Linked DNA regions of Pan troglodytes: all the other regions are linked to region 2. The links are chromatin contacts, called in public Hi-C and HiChIP or PLAC-seq maps. All regions are on one chromosome and are shown on one strand. Each heading gives the region's core, a stretch centred on a gene start, on an enhancer-like site or on the middle of the called end of the contact. The rest is flanking DNA. Distances are from core to core; before and after follow the strand shown. Region 1 holds the start of UVRAG (UV radiation resistance associated). Region 2 holds the start of WNT11 (Wnt family member 11). Region 3 holds the start of LRRC32 (leucine rich repeat containing 32). Region 4 overlaps EMSY (EMSY transcriptional repressor, BRCA2 interacting).

Region 1 (5,253 bases), core at 944-3,443, 390 kb after region 2:
AATTCCCTGCCAACAGCATCACAAAACCAGGGCACATGGTATCTTTTCAATCCTCTTCGGTAGTAGTCACACAAAAAGCCGTTGCTACTGTAAGCTCTTCTGCCTGCCTATTTAAAGGCAACCACAGTGGTTATTATCTCCAACTCTTCTCTTCCCTTTAGCCCCCGCCTCCTTTACTGCACTCAAATCCATTTCACTTTTCAACCACTCTCTCCCCCACAACCTCTCCCTTCCTCTTTCTGAATCCTTCCTAAGTCCCACTGGTAGCTGATGGAAAGTTGGAGGGGTGTATGAAAGAACTCACTCTGTCCTGTGTAAAGGTGGTGGAGGAAGGCTGCCCAAGTCTCAAGCACGTGCATGGCTGCAGAGTCAGACACTGGATTCTGCAACCCAGCCCCACCACTTACTAACTGGAAGGCTCTGGACAAGCCTCAGTTTCCTCAACTGCCAAATGGGGGTAATAAAAACAGCTATCTCACAGAGTTGTGAAAATTCAGGGAACTAATGGCCACTGAGCCCTTTGCACAAATCCAACACGGTAAGTTCTCAATAAATGACAGTTTCTCTAGATCCTCTTCTTGGCAGGAGGAATATAGGGAGAGGGTGAAAGGTATTCTTTAGGTCTCTTTAATGCTAAGATTCCTGCAAAATCTCCTCTTGGGGGACAGAAGGAAGGCAACCGATATAAGGAGGGAAGTACTCTACAGATATGTGAGTGAAACAAAGAGTTTTGTCAGATCTCCAAAGTCAGTGTTTCCCCCTTCTTATCTTCCTACAACGCAGAGCCAAGAAGTCCTCAAAGCCCTTCCTAAAGGATGGAGGAACACATGAATATATACATCAAATCCTCCTTCCACAGAGACTCACTGAAGGGAATGAAGAAGGAAAAAGTCCTCCTAATTATTAAGATGCGTTCCTTGGGACTCGGAGAATTAGGAAGGAAACCCCCAAGTCTTGAATACATTTCTCTAAAGAGGCCGAATACTTAATAATCAGGGGAGATTAAAGCAAATGGTAGACACCCTAAAGTCTCCTCCAGGGCTCTTGCACGAAGAGTACAAACTGGTTTCTCCGTAAGCGGGGATGGCCAGGTGGGGAAAGAAAGGAAAAGTGCTTTCGCTATGGCCCGTGGGACACAGGGGGTTCCCCGGGTCCCTTCCTGGGCGGAACGAGGGAGAGGGTCTGCGCGGGGGAATCCCCGGCTCCCTGCGTTGGGGGAGGCGGCCTCGGGCCGGGGCCCCAGGGACTTGAGCTGGCTGGCTGCTTGTCTCTTAACAAGCCCATCTCCTGTAACGGGATTCTCCTAGGACTCCAGGATCTCCCGGAGGTTCGGCCATCACTGGACCCCTCCCTGCACAAACCTCCTGACAGTCTTCCTCAGTCCCGCGAGCCCTCCAGGTCCCTGCTCTGGGTGTCCCGGCTCGCGGGGTCAGCCCGGAGCCAGCAAGCTCTCCACGCGGGCCTGCCCGGGTCCCTCCCGAGTGCTGCGAGCCGCGCGGGCTTACCTGCTGAGACGGCAGCTCCACATGCAGGGCCCGCGCGGCAGAACCGGGAGGCAGAGCAGCGGCCGGGCCCGGGGGTGGCTGGGGGACCTGGCCCCCGACCGACGCGGAGGCGCTCATCTCGATCCAGGGGCCGCCAAGCGGCGGGGCGGGCGCTCTTCCGGCATCCGCCGCCGCCCCCTTGCCACCACCTGCCAAGCCCCTGCAGCCTAGAAACCCGCCACCCGAGAGGCACTACTGCTCAGTCCAGACAGTAGCCGCCGCCGCTGCCGCCGTTGCCGCCGCTGGCTAAGGAAGAGCCATATTACCGCAGTGCAACCCCTCCACCCCGCCGAGACCCGGAGCGCTCATTGGCTTAGCCCTCAAGGAGGCGGGACCCAACGGCAGAAAAGGGGCGTGCTATTGGGTAGAAGGTCTGTCCATCGCTGGCATTACTGGACTTGGGGGCGGAGGGACTCAAGGATGGCCTCAATTGCGTCTGTCAAGCCGGAGTGAAACCTGGGGCGTTGCTTCTTTTTTTCCCAGTCTAATTGGTTCATTCACTACCAACGGGCAGAGTCTCCTGGTGGAGGCGGAAGGGCCATTGCACGAGGTCGCTGTCAATTGCCAGTAAAGGGAAAGAGGGGTGGGGTCTTGATTAGGTAGAGCGCGCTTCTGGGCTCCGGTGTCACGTGCAGGAGGCGGGAGAGTCACCTGATTAGGGAGTATCGGTCTTCTGAGCCACTTCCGCCCTCACTGGTTGCCGTGGTAACAGGCCTCCGGTGGAGGGCGGGGACCCTCGGAAGCCAGCTGGGTGACGATCGCTTGTCTGCCTTGGCAGGCCCCTTGTGCAGTCTTTTCCCGGCGTGAGCGTGCAGGGATTGAAAAGGAATGCTTTTTGGTTCAGCAGAGAGCCACCACGCAGGATGCACTGGGACCTGAGAACCGTCGGGCAGTCCCACGAGCTCTTTCATGACCAGCTCCAACCGACAAGTACACGCCCCTTCTCGCACTCCACTAGCTAGTAAGCTGAGCTACAAGGTGTGCCAGGCACCCAGGACGCCGATTCACCGCTTCAGGTGGGCTGTTTGTGCTGTGTCCCCAGAAAGCCTTTGCTACTTATCCATCAGTCTTAGCTGGGGCAGGAGTCCCTTCTTCCGAAAGGCTTCTCTGAGCCTCTCTGGGACCTTGAGTTAGGAATTTTGACCCTACCGTGGGTCTGGATTATTCTATTAATTTTTTTTAACAGTGCCTCATTCTTTCGCCCGGGCTGGAGTGCAGTGGCAAAATCACGGCTCATTGCAGCCTCGACCTCCTGGGCTCAAGTGATCCTCCCACCTCACCCTCCTAAGTAGCTGGGAATACAGGCACATGCCACCAGGCCCAGCTAATTTTAAAATTTTTTTGTAAAGATGGGGTTCTGGCCATATTTCCCAGACTAGTCTCAAACTCCCAGGCTCAAGTGATCCTCCAGTCTCGGGCTCCCAAAGTGTTGGGATTACAGGCATGAGCCACCAGGCCTGGCCACATTGTCTTTTAACACATGTAAGCAGCCACCCTCCTTCCCACACACACACAAAATACTGTGAATTCTTCAAGCAAAAGGACCTTGTCTGATTCATCTCTGGATCCCCAGTGCCTGACAGAGAATCAGGAAATTTTTTTTTTTTTTTTTTTTTGCGGTGAAGGCCCAGCTCAAATGCCACCTCTTCCATGAAGATTTCCGTGATCCACAATGATAGCATCTCCAGCAATTGCTTCTATAATGAATAGCATGAGTCATTCTGCAGGATATTGATCTTCCTTTTTTTACTCCTAGACTGAATTTTTCCACCACCTGGATGAACATAGCAGAAAGAACATAGTGTTTTAGAGTCAGACACAATAGGAATCAGGCACTTTGGAATCTTGGCTCTGCCACCTTTGAGCTATCCCAAGGCAAGTCACTTCCCCTCTCTCAGCTTTAAAATAGTAATAGGATTGCTGTAGGGATTAAAGTAAATCAACATATGTAAAGTGCCCACACAGGACCTGGCATATAGTAGTTGCATTTTAAATTTTTTAAACAAAATGTAAGCATACTATCTTTCCAGGGTGTTCAGAAGCCTGAAAAACACCTTGGATCTTTTCTCAGAGCTGGATCACAAAGATGTCACACTGTCTCCTGTTCTGACAAATTGAGTGGTTCCTCATGGCTGGAGCCTGGGGCGTGTGGTCAGGTGTTTGTTGAGAAAGGAGTCGCTTGATCAGGTGTTTGTTGAGAAAGGAGTCACTGGGAAATCCCAAATATTATCTGATTGAACTCATGTGGTGCCACGATCTGGGGGAATTTCACAGAAAACACATTTCTGTTTCTAAGCTGTATTAGTTTTCTGAGGCTGCCATAACACATTATCACAATTCTTGCTTGAGCCCAAGAATTTGGGACCAGCCTGGGCAACATGGCAAAACCTTGTCTCTACAAAAATACAAAAATTAGCCCAGCATGTCGTTTTCACCTATAGTCCCAGCTACTGAGGAGGCTGAGGTGGGAGGATTACCTGAGCCTGGGGAGGTTGAGGCTGCAGTGAGTCAAGATCATGCCACTGTACTCCAGCTTGGGCAACAGACTGAGACCCCATATCAAAAACAAACAAAGAGTGATCATCCAGTTACTCACTGCTGGGTCTGAGGGAAGCCCAAAGGCAGTGGGAGCCAGAGAAAATAGTTGAGAGTCAGATTTCACAGTGGAGGTGACATTGAAACAGGGTATTGAAGGGCCAATAAGAGTTCACCAAGTCAGGAGAGAGGGAGGAAAGGACATTCCAGCAGAGAGCAGGATCTATTCTTTCCACAAGCCTTTACTGAGGTTCACCTTTGCACAGGCTAGCTACTGGGTTCTGGAAATGCAGGCTCAAGTAAACAACCCTTCTCCCACTTTTCCGAAATGCCGAAAACATTAGGAGAACTAGAACTCTCATCCCTAGGGGCATTGGGAAGAACTCAAAAGCCTGCTGCTTGCAAAGTATTCAAGATGATGTAAAGCATTTAACACACTGTCTGGGAGATAGTACATTTTTAATAAATACTAGCTGTCATTATTTTCATATGTCCTATTTCATTCTAAAAACTTTTCTTTCTTGTTTTTGAGACAGAGTCTCTCTCTGTGACTCAGGCTGGAGTGCAGTGGTGCAATCTCAGCTCACTGCTACCTCTGCCTCCCAGGTTCAAGTGATTCTCCTGCCTCAGCCTCTCAAGTAGCTGGGACTACAGGCATGCACCACCACACCCAGCTAAGTTTTTTTGTATTTTTAGTAGAGACAGGATTTCACCATGTTGGTCAGGGTGGTCTTGAACTCCTGACCTCAAATGATCCACCCACCTCAGCCTCCCAAAGTGCTGGGATTACAGGCATGAGCCACCGCGCCCGGCCCTAAAAACTCTTTTATTATTGGGATCCTGTTTCATAATATGGCTGATTGTTTCAACATAAAAATATTTTAAATCACAGAATTAAATTATTATAATATTTACATAGTGCTATATATCCCCCAGAGAAACATATATCCAAGTTTAGAGAACATAGATTATAAGGTGGCCAAATGCAATATATATGCAATGATAGAAGGGGTCCAAGGTCAAGTGGTAAGAGTGACCAACTCTTCAGGAGCTGGTGGGCAAGGTCAGAGCAGGCTTCACCAAAGTTATAAAGGATGATTGGGAGTTTAGTAGATGAACAATAGGTGTTTAGATCTGTTTGGCTTGGGAATAGCTAGTGTTTTAACAGCTAATT
Region 2 (5,222 bases), core at 795-3,294:
TTCCCCCTACTCCCCTCCCCAGGCAGGTTTCCAGCCCTAGCTGATGCCTGGGTCCTGATCCACAGGACACAGCTGAGTAGCTGGCAGGTGGCAGGAGGGGGCAGGGCTGAGCTTCAGGAGTATGGGATGTTCTGCTGGTTTCCTTCAACTCCCCACAAGACGATGGAAAGTCACTATCCTTCCCCCATGTGTTCACTGGGAGCCACCAGCCATAGTGGAGTCTGAGCCAGAGATCTGGGTTCATATATCAGCTCCCTTTTGAGCCTCAGCTTCCACATCTGTGAAATGGGAATACTAATCCTGATCTTGGAGAAGTAGAGGATTCCATGGGATTGTATTATTCCCATTTTGTGGGTGAGAAAACTAAGTCTTGGGGAATTTAAGCAACTTGCTCAAGATTACACAGCTAAAAATAAAATTGGGCAAAATCTGTATTGGAATCCAAGTTTACATGACTCCAAATTCTTCCATTTCTACTCTAGCTGGGAGCCAGAGGGGATTTCTGGCAGGAGGACTGCTGCAAATGTTTGGAGGCAACTGACTGAGCCTCTTAAATGGGCAGAGGGGTGTGCATCCCAATCAGACAGAGACCACCTGGAATGGCTCTGACTGAAGTGGCCAGGGGGCCTGGGGCAGGGGAGCTAAAGACATTCTTGGGCCCCCGGAGGCCTTTGCTCTCTGCCTCTTAGGTGGAATAGCCCCCGCCTTCCCTTCCTCAATGCCCCAAGCCCCACTGTCTTTCCACTGCTTTTTTGATCAGATTGCCCCAGTGTTCTGGCATGAGAGATGGGGGTGTCCCAGCATATGTTCCAAAGGGTATCCCTGTGATTGTGTGCAGAAGTACATGTTTGGCATTGTACACTTGGGAGCTGTGTGTGCATGGAAGCTCATGCATGTTTGCACGTGAACTGTGTGCGCGCAGGTGGTCTGTGTGCAGCCTCCCCTTCATGATGTGTGTACGGCCATTTCACACCTCTGTGCTACTGTGCGTGAGGGCAGATGATATGTCCTGGTATCTCCCGAGTGTGTTTGTAACCATATGCGGGGTGATATGCCCCAGCCTGTGTGTGAGGACTGGCTGTGTGGGAGTACTGGTATGGCTGGGAGGCTGCTGTGGGCACTGTGGGCCCAGATGTTTGTGTTGTATGTGGAGGTACCTGTAGCTGGGTGTGGGGCAGCCTAGGAGTGCCACTTCATCTGCAGCTGCAAAGAATGGGGAAAAGCATGTCAGGCATTTTGGGGGACCTGAGACAGGCTCCGTGTCCTCACTAAGTCTCCATTTCCCTTTCTGCTAATGAACCAGTTATCCTTGAGGACGTCCTGGGATTGAGGCCCCTAGAAGGAGGGGGAGACATGGATGAACCCACAGCACCCGATGGGCAGTTAGAAATCGCAGTCATGTTGTGGGGTAAGCAGCTGGTCTGCTCAGGGGAGGCCAAGTGAGGGGGTCCCAGAAGCACCACACGCCTGGGCTACTCGACGCAGGAGGTGCCTCTCTAGGCTCCTTTAACTTAGGAAACCCAGTCCTCCTCTGCTCCCCCTCCCCTGTGTCCAGAACACTCCCCAGCAGTCACCCCAATGGCTGGGACGCCGCCCAGCTCCACACCTAAGGTTTACAGCGGGCTTTGTAGCGCGGAGTCCTCGTGTCTCTTTCTCTTGCAGGATCGTTGATTCCTTTTCCACAACTGGAACCAGAGGCCAGAAGAGATGGCCCCCCGAAGGACCAGGACTAGGACACGAAGGCAGGTTTCGGGACCTCAGACGTCTACAGTAACCACGCTGCGCGACCAACACCTAAGGATGCCCCGGCTCCAGACTGAGACCCAAGTCTGACTTCCCCCTGCCAGTTGAGGCTCCTTGCCTGGTTGCTGCGACGATTCGAGATGGGCCTTACCCGGGCCCCACGCGTGTCGCAGGCACGCAGCACGCACGCTTAGTAAACACCAGCTGTAGTAAGCGAGTCCCCCTTTGTAACTCGACAGAGTACTAAGTTCTCTGGAGCGGCGGGCGCCGCAGGTCAGTGGCGTCCGCGGGGACCCCGCCCCCGCCCCCCGCGCGCGGCCGGGGCCACCCGGTGGGGTTGCGACGCGCTGACGTGGGCGGATCAAAGCCGCCGCCCGCCTTATAAAGCAGTTTGGGAGGCTCGCGCCGGAGATCGCGCCAGGCGAGGAGGAGAGCTCGGGCGAGCGGCGAGCACAGGCCACGGGAGCTGAGCGCAGCAGAGAGCAGCCGGAGTCCGCGCCTGACTCCGCGCGGGTCCTGAGCCGGCCGCAGCTTGCCAGGATCCCCGGCGTCCTTCTCGCGCCGCTTCACGAAGAGGGCGCCTTCGCCGCTCGCCCAGCCGGAGTGCGCACGGGCCCGCTGGAAACCGCACTCGCCGCTCCCTGGGCAGGCCGGGGCACCCGGGCACGCAGGGCGCGCCTGGCGAGCGCCCCGGGAGGTGAGCAGTGGTCGCGGGCAGCGGGCAGCCGCTCAGCGGGGACCCGCCAGGGCTGGGGGCGCCCGAGTCCGAGGGGGACGACGCTTCTCGCACCCGCCACGACCCCCTTGGGCACCCACTCCCGGGTAAGCAAACCAAGCGCTCCTCCATACCTTTCCCCCGCAGCACTCCGAAGAGTTCCCCTTTGCGGAGTGAAGCCTCGGGAGCCTGGGGACGCGGGGTTTAGGGGGACGCGGGACGGTGGTGGGTTGTGCAGTTCCTGCGGCCCTCCTCGAACTTTCCCGGCCCGGCCCCCCTCTTCTGCCCCCGCACCCCAGGTGACCCCCTCCTTCCCAGTCGTTCGGCGGATGAGGTCATGCCCGAGCCACCCCCGGGGGTGGGGGACTTGGATCCCGCGACAGAGGGTGTGTGTGGTGGGCGGGGGGAAAGGGTGGCAAAAGGCAAAGAAATGCGGCAGCGCCTAGTAAATTGGGGATGGGGGCAGAAGCCTGGCTTTGAGAACGGGTCCCAGGGGCGGCGGGGGGAGGGGGAGAACCGAGTTTGTTTACTGACCTGAGCTCCAGGCTGGGGACTAGGGAGGAGGAAAGTCCTGTCCCCGGCCCCGAGGCACATCTGCAACCGCCCGGAACATCTGGCTGAGCTCGCGCACGAGCTCCACGCCTCCCACCCCCGGGGCTGAAGTGCCTCGGTGTCCCTCAAGGCCCTGGGCGTGCAGGGTCCGGCTCCAGGGGGTTAGCAGGAGGGATCTCGAGTGCTCCCACCCACCCTTCCCACTTCCAAAACAACCCGTCTCCCGGGTGACCCAGCGCCGCGTGCGCAGCCAAGCAGACGTCTCTCGAAAGCCTCACGGCTGGGGTCAAAGCTGGGTGGCAGGCCCGGCCTCGCCCCGCCCCGCAGGTAACCTTGAAGCCGTCGCTCGGCGTCCCTGGTTGGCGGGGTCAGCTCCGTGAGCTGCGTGGCGGGAGGCTTCGGGACCCGCCCGTGCCGACCTTGCGCGCCGCGCGGACAATCGGCCCCGGTGCACGGTGCCCGTGGGGCGTCGGGGTAGGGGGGGCCCCGCAAGTCCTCGCCGGCGTGGCCTGGTCCCAGCGGCCGGCTTTCCAGAGTCCTCCACAGCCCGGGCCTATGACCACCTGTTGGCGGCGCTGGGCTGCGGCGCTGCGCTCGTGGTGTTCTCCCTGTGCACAGCCCCAGGCGGCCGCCTCCCGGGCCCGCTGCAGGCAGGGTAGCTCGGACCAACTTCGAGGAGGTGACCTCTCGCTCTCCAAAGGTGCTACGCCTGGCGCGGCCCACTACGCGCCCGGCCCCAAGCAAGGGGCCGGGCAGGTCAGGGCGGCCCACGGCAAGTGTCCTATAGAACGACCAGGACACAGGGGGCACTCCCTCGACACGTTGTCCCATCCCCAGACGGAGAAGCGGGGGCCCAGGAAGAGGACTTGACCCCAGCCCGCGACGCAGGAGGCAGCCGCGATTCCCCCCTCCTCGAGCCCCGGCTTAGCGCCCCCTGGCGGGCTGGGGGCTTCAGGAGGCGCGTGCACCCTGACCCGCGAGCTCAGGCGGAGGGTGACCCCGTGGCCTGCGCGGCTGTCCCGGGCGCTCGTACAAGGGACAGGAACAGTCCGTCAGGACCCAGAGGCTCGGGCCAGGCGCTGCCTCCCCGCGCGACGAGCTTGGGCGGCGGAGGGAGAGCCTTGGGACAGCCGGGGCTGCACCGAAAGAGCTGGGCGGGGCTGGAGGCCTGGGTCCCCGTCCGCTGTGCGACCTAGGGGGCTCCTCCTCTCCCTGGGAGACCAGGCTGGACACAGATCCCCCGCTGTGAGTCCGCGCGCCTCCGTCCTCTTGCAGCCCCCGCCCCCTCCCCACCCAGGAATGCCGGGTGCCTTCGGGGGGCGGCGCACTTTGGGAGAGGGGAAGACGGTGACAGGAGTTTTGATTCCCCCCTCCATATCCAGCGGATATTTTTCTCGTTCTGAGAAGTGCAAGAAACTTGCAGGACCAGGAAGACAAAGGATTTGGATACAGGCTGGGTGGGAGGACGGGACTGGGTTACACCGAGAACCCCTCTGAGACCCCCAGCCTTGACGGCATGTTTGTCGCAGGCGCCCCTGTGCTGGGCGCTAGCTGCGGGGCTCTGCGGAGGAAAAAAACTGTACGATCCAGGCTTCTCCTCGCCTTCCTGTGGGTTTTGCCGACAGGCTCCAGAAAACAGTGGGGCTTCCCATCTCTGCGTGCTGACTACCCACGCGCAGGAACGCGCCACGCAGGTGGCGTCGCGGTGCAAATAGCAGAGGGGCGCTGAGCCCCGCAGGCTGCAGGGAGACGGGGTCCTCGGGGGACGCACGGCGAAGCCCCATTCCTCGTTCTTATGGGAGGGGACACCGAGGCTGGGGTGGCTGAGGGCTTGCCCAAGCTCACAGAGCCAGATAAGAACGTCCCTTTTCTGCTCCAGCGCCCCCACTACCGTGGGCGCCTCCTTTTCCAACTCCCCAAACCCTTAGAAAGGAATCCCTTTGTCTCTGCTCCTCCCGAGGGGAGAGGGGCTGGGGCTGTGTCTGACTCCGGGCGAACGCCAGGTGTTGGTAAATTTGGGAGAAGCTGGGAAGGGAGTTAATGAGGTGAGAATGAAGTGAAGGAGAGAAAAAGCGGAGAAAGCGGCTCCGCGGGCTGCGGGCGGGCGGGGCAGCCTCTCCTCCGCGGCCCGAGGGCGCCGCCTGGAGGCCAGAGGCAACACCGCGCCAGCCCCGCGAGCTTCCCCGCTTCGCTAAGGCGGGGCTGCCCAGTC
Region 3 (5,184 bases), core at 2,625-5,124, 460 kb before region 2:
GCAGAAAGCTGCGGTTTCATGGTCCACAGCTCAGCACAGCATCAGGTTGTGGAGACACTTCTGATCCTGCCCTGCCTGGTCCATCCCCCCAACTCCCTTGGGGCCTCTGGGAGCCTCCAGTCCCTTCAGCCACAGTAGTCACTGACGGGACTCTGAACCAGGAGCCTTTCGTGTGGTGGCTGCGGGGTATATGGGGCCTCACCAGCACCTGCTTCCCCTGCCTTGGTAACGCTAAGTGCTGCCATGAGGGGGTGCCTTGTGCCTCCATCAAGAACAGAAAACCCACAGAGTAAGTCCTCATTCTCTGGCCACGAATGAGGACTTGGAGCCTGAGGACTTGGATGGGCATGCCCACTGTGTCTGCTGTGTGACCACCAGCAAGTCATAGAGTCCCTGCAGGCTTCATCTCTCTTCTGTAAAATGGGGGCAGAGATAGGCCTCCCCTTGTCAGATGGCTATGGGCAGGCCCCAGGCCTGGTTCTGCAAGCCCTTGATATTCCCACTCAAGAGACCAGCTACTCCCCACCACTGGGCCATTCATAACATCCTCCTGCCCCTCCAGGAGGTGGCCTAGAGCTGGTGTGGCCTGAGTCCATTTGCCCTAGGGAGAAAGGGAGGGGAGTCAGGGGAAGAACTGGGGAACCCAGGGTTCTGCCCTAGAAGGCAGGGCCCAGAAGGGGCTCATGAGGGAACTCCCAGACTCTCAGGGGCCCATGTGGGTGCTGGGCAGAAGCAGGGAGTGAGGACAGCCACATCTCTGCACTGAGACCTGGCCTGAAAATCAGAAGACCTCGGTTCAATTACTGGCTCCATAGCTGTGCTGTGTGACTTTAGGCAGTTGCTTAACCTCTCTGAGCCTGGTCAGTAATTGAGAATAAAGGTCTCTGAGTTTCCTGGTCAGTCATTGAGAATAAAGACACCTAACTGGAAGGCTGTCTATGGCTGTCTTTACTGTCATTTGCCACATGAGATGAAGGACTGACCCACAGTGAGGGTTCAGCAAACAGCAGTGGAGACTAAATTGTCAGTCTAGGGTGCCATGGTCCTTTCCACTCTGGCTCTACAGTTAGATCAGGACAGCAAGGCTCAGAGAGTTTTAGCAGCTTGTCCAAGGTCACACAGGATGTGCACATCATCACCTTTCTGGGCCACTTGCTCCTGCATAGGACCCTCAGGTTTCAATCTGGCCTGAGGTGAAATCCTCCCAGGGAGCTTTGAGCCTGACTTGGTGCCCGAGTGGGTTTTTTCATTACAGAATAGTAGTCCCGAGGACACAGGAAGAGATGCATCTCTTATATTTTCACTGACAATGCATGAAGGAATGGAAGCATTTCCACAAAAATATCAACACCGTGAAGACTGAGCTGTCTGCTGATGGGCTGCCCAGGAGAACTCCCCATTTCTGGAGGTGTGCCAGCAGAAGCTAAGTGACACTGGATGGAAAGTTGGACTTGGTGGCCTTTAAAAGACCCTCCACATGGCTGCAAGGCAAGCCTGAGTCTGCTCAGTTTCCACCCACTCCTCCTCCTGCAGACTCAAGCTCTGCCTCCTAGACTTGGCCTTCAAGGCCTCTGGACTCAATCATCCTCTGTGCTCTCATCTGTCTCTCATCTGGCCTGGGAGCTCCAAAAAAGTAGGCATTGGGCATTTTTATTCAGCAACTGTCCTGGGCCCACCAGAGGAGAGAGGTCATGTTTACTGAGCAAAGGCCCCCGCGACCAGGAACTTCACACGTGTCATTACAGGCCATCCTCATACACCCGGTACTGTAATTAGTTTCACTTTGCAGGTCAGCAAACCAAGGTCAGGAAGGCTGAGCAACCTGCCAAAAGTCACACAACAACATGACTGCCAAAGAAGTGAAGAGATGAAGGAAGGGGCGCTGAGCCTGTGGGCTTCCCGGCTTTTAGCCCCTGGTCCCCAGAGGCATCTGCAGCAGGTGGGCACGCTTGGTTGCCCATCTGCCTCAAATGTTGGGGAGCCCCATCCGGGCGCTGAGTAAGGTGGAACCCCACGAGCTGACTAACCACAACCACAGCCTCTGGGGGCGGGGGAGTGGGAGGTGGGGCACTCACCCCCAGCCCACCATAGCCCCAGCCCCGCCCTCCTGGGCCCTAGCAGAAGCTCTGCCATGGCCCAGTGATTTCTGCTTGGTAGCAGCTCCGGGAAGAGTGAGGCAGTGCTCAGTGAGCCTGGGTCTGGATGGCTGGGAGCTGGTCCGATACACAAGGCCAGGAACTGCCCGAATGATCCAGTCACTCTGCTCATACTGCAGGGCAGCTTCAAAGCACTTTCCTGGACATTTGGCCCCTTGGACAGGGACCTGGAAAAGGAAGCCCACAGGATATAGGAGTATCCACCAACTGCCACAATAAAGGCAGTGAGAAGTTGCCTAACAACCACTGGGTGCAGGCTCCAGCTGGATCCATTGCACTTAGTTCTAGCACCAACTCCAAGTAGTAGCTACTATCTTTCCCACTTTACAGATAGGGGCGCTGAGGTTCCGTTTGACCAAATGGAGCACTAGAGACCAGAGAGGGGGCTGGATGGACCAGCTAGGACCCTGTGGACATAGATCTGAGGCCTTGGGTCGCTGGGAGGGAAGGGAAAGAGGTTTGGATACCCTTCACAGGCCCTGCTGAGAGATTCCTTACCTGCACCTCCTGCCCATCCCCTCACTGCAGCTCAGGCCTCCTCCTTAGGGAAGCCTTCCCTGATTTCCTCTTCTAAGACTAGGTCAGGCCCCTATGGCACCTGCTATCATGGCTTGTCCTCTCTGGGTTGACCCCATCTCCCCAGATCCATCTCCACAGTGGACTGAACAGGGGTAAGAAAAGGCAGTAACTGTAGAGACTTCAGGGAATCCCGCTTCTGAGCCCAGCCTTACCCTGATTTGCCACAAGGCCCTGGGTGGTCACTTTCATGCATGTAAAATGGGGCACCCTGCCCCACTCTCAGGGCTGGTGACGATCAGGGAAGAGAAACACTGTGGAAGAGGCACCTTCTACACTTGGAACCAGGACCTGGAGGACAGCCAGGGCCCCTCTCTTCTAGGGACCCGCATACTAGAGTCCACAGGCAGCAAGGCAGGGTACCTGTGATTTGGTAGGGTCAAGGCATCTAGAAGAGAGGTGGCTTTGGGGAAGATCTGCTTCAACCTCCAATCTAAATGACAATACCGCCACCCCATATTTGCACAGTACTTTAAAAATTCGGGCAAGATAATGCCCAAACTGAATCAGACTTAGCTTTATGAACAGATTGGGCTCAAATCACTGATTCTTATTAGCTGTGTTGACTTTGGACACGCCATTTAACCTTTTCTGAGCCTCAGGTTCCCCAACTATAAATAGGGACCTTACTAGTCTCAGACAATTGGTTTTCATGTGTACATACTGCCCCCACCCCTAGCCTCAGCTTCTCCATCCGAAAACAGGACTTTGATGGTGCCGTTTCACAGGCTGTTGAAGGGTCCCGCAGATGATGGAGGAGTACGGGTCTAGACACTAGAGCACAATCCGGAGAGGAAAAGTGACCTGCCAGGACCCACCAGAGTGGACGGCTTGGTGCGGGGAACCCCCTCCGCGGCCGCCCCAGGGCCAGCGAAGGGTCATTTCCTTCCGCATTCAGCCCCGCCGTCACCTCGCCTGTTTGCCCCCGCGTTAAGTGCGGCGGCGCCAGCAGCTGGGAAATCGGGGCCAGGCCGGATTTCCTCTGTGGACCTGCGGCTCCTAGAGCCACCGCGCCCCCCTCCGGACCCCGCGGGGCCGCGAACTGCACGTGCGGCGGCCACTGGGATGGGCCTCGCTCCCACGGCGCTTCCTCTGCAACCCCTCTCCCTCCCGCCCTCTCATCCCCCCACACTGGGCCCCCGCCCCTTCCCGGCCGAGGTCCCAGGGTGGTGAAGATGCTTCGCCGCCCCACCCCACTCCGCCCCCGCCGGCTCCGGATAAACCGAGGCACGGGGCCAGGCGCTAGGACCCCGCGGCCTCGCCAGAGGGGGGCGTGGCGGGGCGGGCCGGCGGGAGAGGTATTTAAATTGCAGCCGGAGCGCGGGGGCTCCGGTGGGGCAGCTGAGCGGCCTGCTCCTCCTCGGGCCGTGACCCCGGGGTCTGGCGCGGGGTGGGACCCGGGGGCGGGTTTGCGCAAAATGTGCCGAGACTGCCCGGGAGAGGAGCTGCGGCCGCGCTGAGCCAGGTAGGAGCCGCCGGGCAGGCGAGGCTGGCCGGCCCTCGGGGGGCGCACTGTCGCGCGCCTCTAGCGAGCGCAAGGCGGGGGCTGGTCCCAAGGGACGCCCCCCAAACACTCCCTTCCCGCCATCCCCACTGCGCGCGTGGAGCCGGGGCTGACCCTCCCTCGGTCCCTGGGAGTTCCCCAGCGCTCCTGTCTTGGCGGATCTTTCCCGCAAAGGGGTGAGGCCGGCCTTCCCATTTGACAGCTGGGAAAACAATGGCCTGAAGACCGTGACTTGCCCAGGAACACACAGCTAGGCAAGGGCAAACCGGAATTTGAATTCAGGTTTCCTGCAACGCTCCGATCCCAGCCAGGCGTGGGGCTGCCCATCCCACAGCACTAGATGGCCTGCCCATTTCTCGTAGTGGGGTAGGGGGCACCCACCGCTCTCCAAGGGGCTCTGAAGCCAGCCTTCTTCATGGGTGGTAAGATGTGAGGGACCCCCACCCCCACGCCGAGCTGCCTGAAATTCCGCCATCACAGCCACATTCCTTTGGGTTAAGGTCTAATTCCCCCGTGGGATGCACATGTCTCCAGAACGAGGCTTGCCCTTAGTGATTCACTGCTTGACAGGAACGTCCGCAGCAGCTCTCCCAGGACCCCACTCTGCCAGTAAGTCAGCTGAGGCTGAGAGGAGGGAGAGAGGACCTCAGAGCCCAGACTGTGAGCTAGTCTGCCCTGCTCCTGCGTGTGAGGGGTCGTTGGCAGGGCTTAGGGAAGGAGACCTTGATTTGGTATAGTGGGAACATTTGCTTTGGAGACAGATGAACTGGATTGTGATCCTGACCCTGCTATTTTCTCCTTGTGTGACTTTGGGTAAGTCACCTCTCTGAGCCTCCTTTTCTTCATGGGCAAAAAAAGACAGTTCTATAGGGGGGAGTCGGCTCAGCATGTGCTGGAGAAAACACAGTATTCAGGTCATGTAGAACTGGATAAATCACAGCTCCAAAG
Region 4 (5,382 bases), core at 1,324-3,823, 300 kb before region 2:
TGGTTGAACCTGTTGTGTGATGATTTTAACACCTTTGAAAGAAGAAAGATAAATCTCAGCACAAATTATTTTTAAATACATGTCCCTTATACCAACCCAAGAGGGCAGTAGTCACACACATTTACTCAGTCTTGTCTAAAGAGAAGTTTTTTTTAATACTGATGAAACTCTAAACTTTTATTCCTCAAATTCCTATCCTTCTTAGTTTATTTCTCATTTCAGAAATGCAACTAAAACATTGCATTAACAAAGTTCATAAAGAAAAACAAATCTTTTGTCTATGATTGTGTTATACAAGAGCTTTCAAACCAAATTATCCACTGGACTTGACTTTACAGGCAAATAATCCTTTCCATACAAATACTTAGGATGAAAGGACTAGCATAAGAGGTCAGAAACAAAAGGTAATGTGCTTTTATGTATCCCCAACTTCGCCAAAATATTCACACAACTCCTTAAACTTACATAAAAGCTGTTGAAAATTATAAAGACAAAGAACATTTTTTGTTTGAATTTTTTAACTGCCTTCTTTTAAAATAATTTTTAATAGCTCACTTTGTCAAATACAGGATACAAAAAAAGATACATTATTATTCTACCTACACAAAATAATGTGTGTGGACAAGAACTTGAAGGTGATAGGCAAAAATAAAACTAAAGTGCTAGGGTGGTGATTTATGGGTTTTTTTTTTTACATTTTCTAAATTTTTCTTTATAATGCCATAATTGTTACATTGACTTTCCAAACGTAAACATTCTTTTAACCCTTTTCCCATTTAGAAAAAAAAAAAGTGTAGCTTGCTGTCTGCATTCATTTAATTTTATATAAACATGCTCTTTGAGGCTGAAACAAATCTGAGTGATTTTCAATGTGAAAATAAAATATAAAAACTGTTTTTGAGAACTATGTTAACATCACACATAGGAATGCTAGCTTCTAGGATCTGACATTTTCAGCAATTGAGAATTACTATATTTTGTAAACGGAAATACCACTACTAAAAACAGAATGCTATAAATAGAATAATGTCTTTTGTTTCCAAAGTCAATATACTAGAGCAATGCAAAAATAATAATCAAAGCAAGATATTTCCTGGCAAAGTTATCTTGGGGTAAATGCTACAGCTGCAAGCACCACCAGCAAGTATTCTCGGGGTAAATGAGAAAAGGGTTAAAATAAAATTTCCTATGCCAACTATAAATTTAAATTGGTAGCTAAGGAAGGAAATTTTTGGTAACACTCTTTCCCCACTACTATCTTCACTGAAATAATTCATGAGTTAAAATATGTTGTTATAGACAACTAAGAATTATATTACTTTTTGAGATGGTGATTTAGGTTAAGACGTTAGGAAGCAAACAGATCTATTTATTTAATAGCCTTACATAATTTTAAATTTCTTGTAGCCAACAAAGTTGTTAAAATTATGACATCTAAGTATATAATTAGACAGGCTACATAATCTCTGTGACTCAGTCTCCTCATCCATAAAATAATGATTCTATTAGTATATACCTCATAAGGCTGTTGTTAAGATTAAATAAATCACAACTGTAAAGTTCATAATGAACAGTAAAAATTCAGTAATTATTATGGAAATTTTAAGATTCTGATTATAATAAATCTTAAGCACTGAGGTTTGTGGGGGGAATAATTTCTAGTATTTATTTCATTAGTGAATTACAGTTATTATTATTTTATTATTATTATTATTTTGAGATGGAGTCTCACTCTGTCTCCAGGCTGGAGTACAGTGGCGCAATCTCAGCTCACTGCAACCTCCACCTCCTGGGTTTAAGTGATTCTCCTGCCTCAGCCTCCCGAGTAGGTGGGATTACAGGGGCCTGTCATCATGCCCGGCTAATTTTTTTGTATTTTTAGCAGAGACAGGGTTTCACCATGTTGGCCAGGCTGGTTTTGAACTCCTGACCTCAAGGGACCCACCAGCCTTGGCCTCCCAAAGGGATTACAGGTGTGAGCCACCAGACCCGACCACAATTAAGTAATTCTTAAAGCACACATAAAAAGGAGCTTCTAAAGAAATAAGCACACAGAGAAAAAATTAAGATAATCATAAAATGACTTTGCTCAATTATATGCAAATAAGTTTAAAATCTGGATCAAATAGGTAATTTTCTAGGAAATTATTACTTATCAATATTGACCCCAGAAAAGAGAAAAAATGTAAATAGACAAATTTCCACAGATAAAAATTTCAGGAGCTGTACCCCTTTGCCAAAAAATAGCAGGCTCAGATAGTTGCATCGGAGAATTCTACAGTCTCTTAAAAAGAAAGTAATTCCAATGTACTTAAAGCCATTCCAAATACTGATATCTGGCACGGCGGCATGGGCTCTGCTGGCCCCCTAACCCAGTGAAGCTGGTAAAAATTATAAAACCACCATTGAAAGGCTCCAGAAATCGTGCCAAGGGCAAATAGTAAATGAAAAAACATCTACTCAATAAAATCTCAAAAAATTCATTGAGAAAGGCAACATCTGTGGTATTTAAACCAAGAGCATTTCCTCCTTCCCCACTACTAGCTCAGCAAGGGGTACATTCCATTCCAGATGGCTGCAGTGAAGAAGAACTCGGGATTCCTTCTCTGCCAGCTCCCAGTTGAAAGGTTTTCTTCTCAGGAGAAACCAGACTTCAGATTATATCATCCTGCCCTCAGCTACCTACTGCTAAGGCTAAGTTCTGGGCAAGAGCAGTATGGATGTGAGAGCTCTCTTATTCTGCCCAGCCCCCAGTTTGTGGACAAAGCTCTACCTTGGGCACAGTACCACTGAGTACACTGAAGTACTGATAGCCCTTGCCCTGGCTTGTGAGGCAGTGACTCCACCACCAAGCGAGGCAAGCTGTGAGGACCTTAGGCTGCTCCCCAACCCCTTACCCCGACTCTGTGAGCACTCAGTGCCTAAAGCAGGGGTCTGTCAGAGAAGTCTGTCACTTACCCCACCCTAGATACTTCCTATTTCTGCAAGGTTCCAGTTTCTAAGGTCTGTATCAATGGCATTTTTATTTGTGAATCAATTATTACATTACACTATATTAATTAATTTTAGGCAAGGTCTTGCTGTGTCACCCAAGGTAGAGTGCAATGGTGTGATCATGGCTCACTGCAGCCTTGAACTCCTAGGCTCAAGCAATCCTCTTGCCCCAACCTTCAGAGTAGTTGGGAATACAAGCATATGCCACCACACTCAGCTAATTTTACTACTTTTGTAGAGATAGGGTCTTGCTTTATAGTCCAGGGTGATCTTGAACTCTGGCTTCAAGCAGTCCCCCTGCCTTGGCCTCCCAAAGATCTGGGATTACAGGCATGAGCCACCAAACACAGCCAGTTTATTAATTTTTTTATTAGAGACAGCGTCTTGTTCTGTCACCCAGGCTGAAGTGCGGTGGCATGATGCCTGTAACCTTGAACTCCTGAGCTAAAGCAATTCTCCCATCTCAGAATCCCAAAGCACTGAGATTATAGGCATGAGCCACTGCACCTGGTCTATATTTTATTTTTTTGAATAGAGAAAGCATTCATTAAAAACTGACCAGTATAAAAAGTTAGAGTGAATAACTTGTCCTCTTTCCTTGTCCTCTGTCTAGTTCTCCCTTGCCATTAACAAAAGCTTAGTTTCTTATATATTGTCAGAGTCTCCACAAATACAAGAAAATTTAAATATGGATTCTTATACCTCCCCTCTTTACACACTTGTAAAACATAACACATGCACCTTGCTTTCCCCCCTACCTTTAACAATGTATCTTAGAGATCTTTTTAATATAGTCAGTACATAAAATTAAATTGCTTCTTCATTCTACAGTGATACAGGTATACCTTGTTTTATTACACTTTGCTTTATTGTGCTTCTCAGTACTAGTGGTTTTGTTTGTCTGTTTGTTTTTGTTTTTTGTTTTTTTGAGACGGAGTCTCGCTCTGTTACCCAGGCTGGAGTGCAATGGTGCAATCTTGGTTCACTGCAACCTCCACTTCCTGGGTTCAAGCAATTCTCCCTGCCTCAGCCTCCCGAGTAGCGGGATTATAGGCACCCACCAACACACCTGGTTTATTTTTGTATTTTTAGTAGAGACAGGGTTTCATCATGTTGGCCAGGCTGGTCTCAAACTCCTGACCTCTGGTGATCTGCACTCCTTGGCCTCCCAAAGTGTTTTTTACAAATTGAAGATTCTGGCAACCCCACGTCGAGTAAGTCTATAGGCACCATTTTTCCAACAGTGTGCGCTCACATTATGTCTGTGTCACATTTTGATGATTCTCACAATAATTCAAAGTTTTTTTTTATTATTATATCTGTTACTTTAATCGGTGATCAGTGATCTTTGATGTTACTATTATAATTGTTTTGGGCCACCACAAACCATGCTCGTGTAAGATGATGTACTTAATCAATAAATGTTGTGTGTGCTCTGACTGCTTCACGAACTGGACATTCTCCCATCTCTCTCCCTCTCCTTGGGCCTGCTTGTTTCCAAAGACACAATGATACTGAAATTAGGCCAGTTAATAAACTTCATTTCTATGAAGGCCAGGAGAGTGAGGAATCTGCAGAAGAAAAGTTGGAAGCTAGCAGAGGTTGGTTCATGCGGTTTAAGGAAAGAAACCATCTACAGAATGTCAAAGTGCAAAACAAAACAGCAAGTGCTGACGGAGAAGCTGCAGCAAGTTATCCAGTAGATCTACCTAAGATCATTGATGAAGGTGGCTACACTAAACACCAGATTTTCAATGTAGACAAAATAGACTTTTATTGGAAGAAGATGCCATCTAGGACTTTCATAGATAAAGAAGTCAATGCCTGGCTTCAAAGCTTCAAAGAACAGACTGACTCTCTTGTTAGGGACTAATGCAGTTGCTGAGTTTAAGTTGAAGCTGATGTTCATTTACCATTCGCAAAATGCTAGGGTCCTTAAAAAGGATGCTAAATCTACTCTGCCTGTGCTCTATAAATGAAACAACAAAGCCTGGATGACACCACATCTGTTCACAGCATGGTTTACTGAAGGTTTTAAGCCCACTATTGAGACCTACTGCTCATAAAAAAAAAAAAAAGATTCCTTTCAAAATATTACTACCCACTGACAATGCACCTAGTCACCCAAGAGCTGTGATGGAGATATACAAGATTAATATTGTTTTCATGCCTGCTAACATAACATCCATTGTGCAGGCCATGAAACAAGGAATAATTTCAACTTTCAGGTCTTATTAAGAAATAAATTTTAGGCTGGGTGTGGTGGCTCATGCCTGCAGTCCCAGCACTTTGGGAGGCTGTGGCAGGTGGATTGTTTGAGCCCAGGAGTTTGAGACCAGTCTGGGCAACATGGTGAGACCCTGTCTCTACAAAAATTTTTTTTTAAAA

What was found. Hi-C and Micro-C count contacts between places; a contact is called where the count stands out from the background. HiChIP or PLAC-seq counts read pairs in DNA pulled down with a chosen protein or histone mark.
Region 1: a contact with region 2 is called in an H3K4me3 HiChIP or PLAC-seq map of stem cell-derived excitatory neurons, with 3 times the contacts expected there. The contact joins the promoter of UVRAG here to the promoter of WNT11 in region 2. A contact is called at or near these places in 1 of 1 datasets of contacts at active chromatin or transcription factors (stem cell-derived excitatory neurons) and 1 of 1 other capture datasets (stem cell-derived neural stem cells).
Region 3: a Hi-C map of induced pluripotent stem cells shows a contact between it and region 2, with 1.7 times the contacts expected there. The contact joins the promoter of LRRC32 here to the promoter of WNT11 in region 2. A contact is called at or near these places in 2 of 7 Hi-C or Micro-C datasets (induced pluripotent stem cells and stem cell-derived neural progenitor cells), 1 of 1 datasets of contacts at active chromatin or transcription factors (stem cell-derived excitatory neurons) and 1 of 1 other capture datasets (stem cell-derived neural stem cells).
Region 4: a Hi-C map of stem cell-derived neural progenitor cells shows a contact between it and region 2, with 2.8 times the contacts expected there. The contact joins the enhancer-like site here to the promoter of WNT11 in region 2. A contact is called at or near these places in 2 of 7 Hi-C or Micro-C datasets (blood and stem cell-derived neural progenitor cells), 1 of 1 datasets of contacts at active chromatin or transcription factors (stem cell-derived excitatory neurons) and 1 of 1 other capture datasets (stem cell-derived neural stem cells).

What each region holds. Positions count from the first base shown.
Region 1 is chr9:77,828,060-77,833,312 of NHGRI_mPanTro3-v2.0_pri, reverse strand. UVRAG (UV radiation resistance associated) reads right to left here and starts at 2,193. Exons shown (of 15, transcript XM_508649.8): 1 at 1,506-2,193. The coding sequence starts at 1,622. LOC107967162 (a long non-coding RNA gene) reads left to right here and starts at 2,220. Exons shown (of 6, transcript XR_010147618.1): 1 at 2,220-2,560; 2 at 3,301-3,419.
Region 2 is chr9:78,221,414-78,226,635 of NHGRI_mPanTro3-v2.0_pri, reverse strand. WNT11 (Wnt family member 11) reads left to right here and starts at 2,044. Exons shown (of 6, transcript XM_063784350.1): 1 at 2,044-2,440.
Region 3 is chr9:78,683,966-78,689,149 of NHGRI_mPanTro3-v2.0_pri, reverse strand. It overlaps LRRC32 (leucine rich repeat containing 32), which reads left to right and starts at 3,874. Exons shown (of 3, transcript XM_016921656.4): 1 at 3,874-4,197.
Region 4 is chr9:78,523,797-78,529,178 of NHGRI_mPanTro3-v2.0_pri, reverse strand. EMSY (EMSY transcriptional repressor, BRCA2 interacting) reads right to left here. Exons shown (of 21, transcript XM_016921647.4): 11 at 1-32. Among named protein-coding and RNA genes, the nearest start is that of EMSY, 67 kb to the right of the region's middle. Within about 2 kb of position 2,573, at least 3 of the 24 cell types and tissues checked have an H3K27ac peak or open chromatin away from gene starts, as enhancers often do. A contact at or near this core is called in stem cell-derived neural progenitor cells and stem cell-derived neural stem cells, where this site is marked.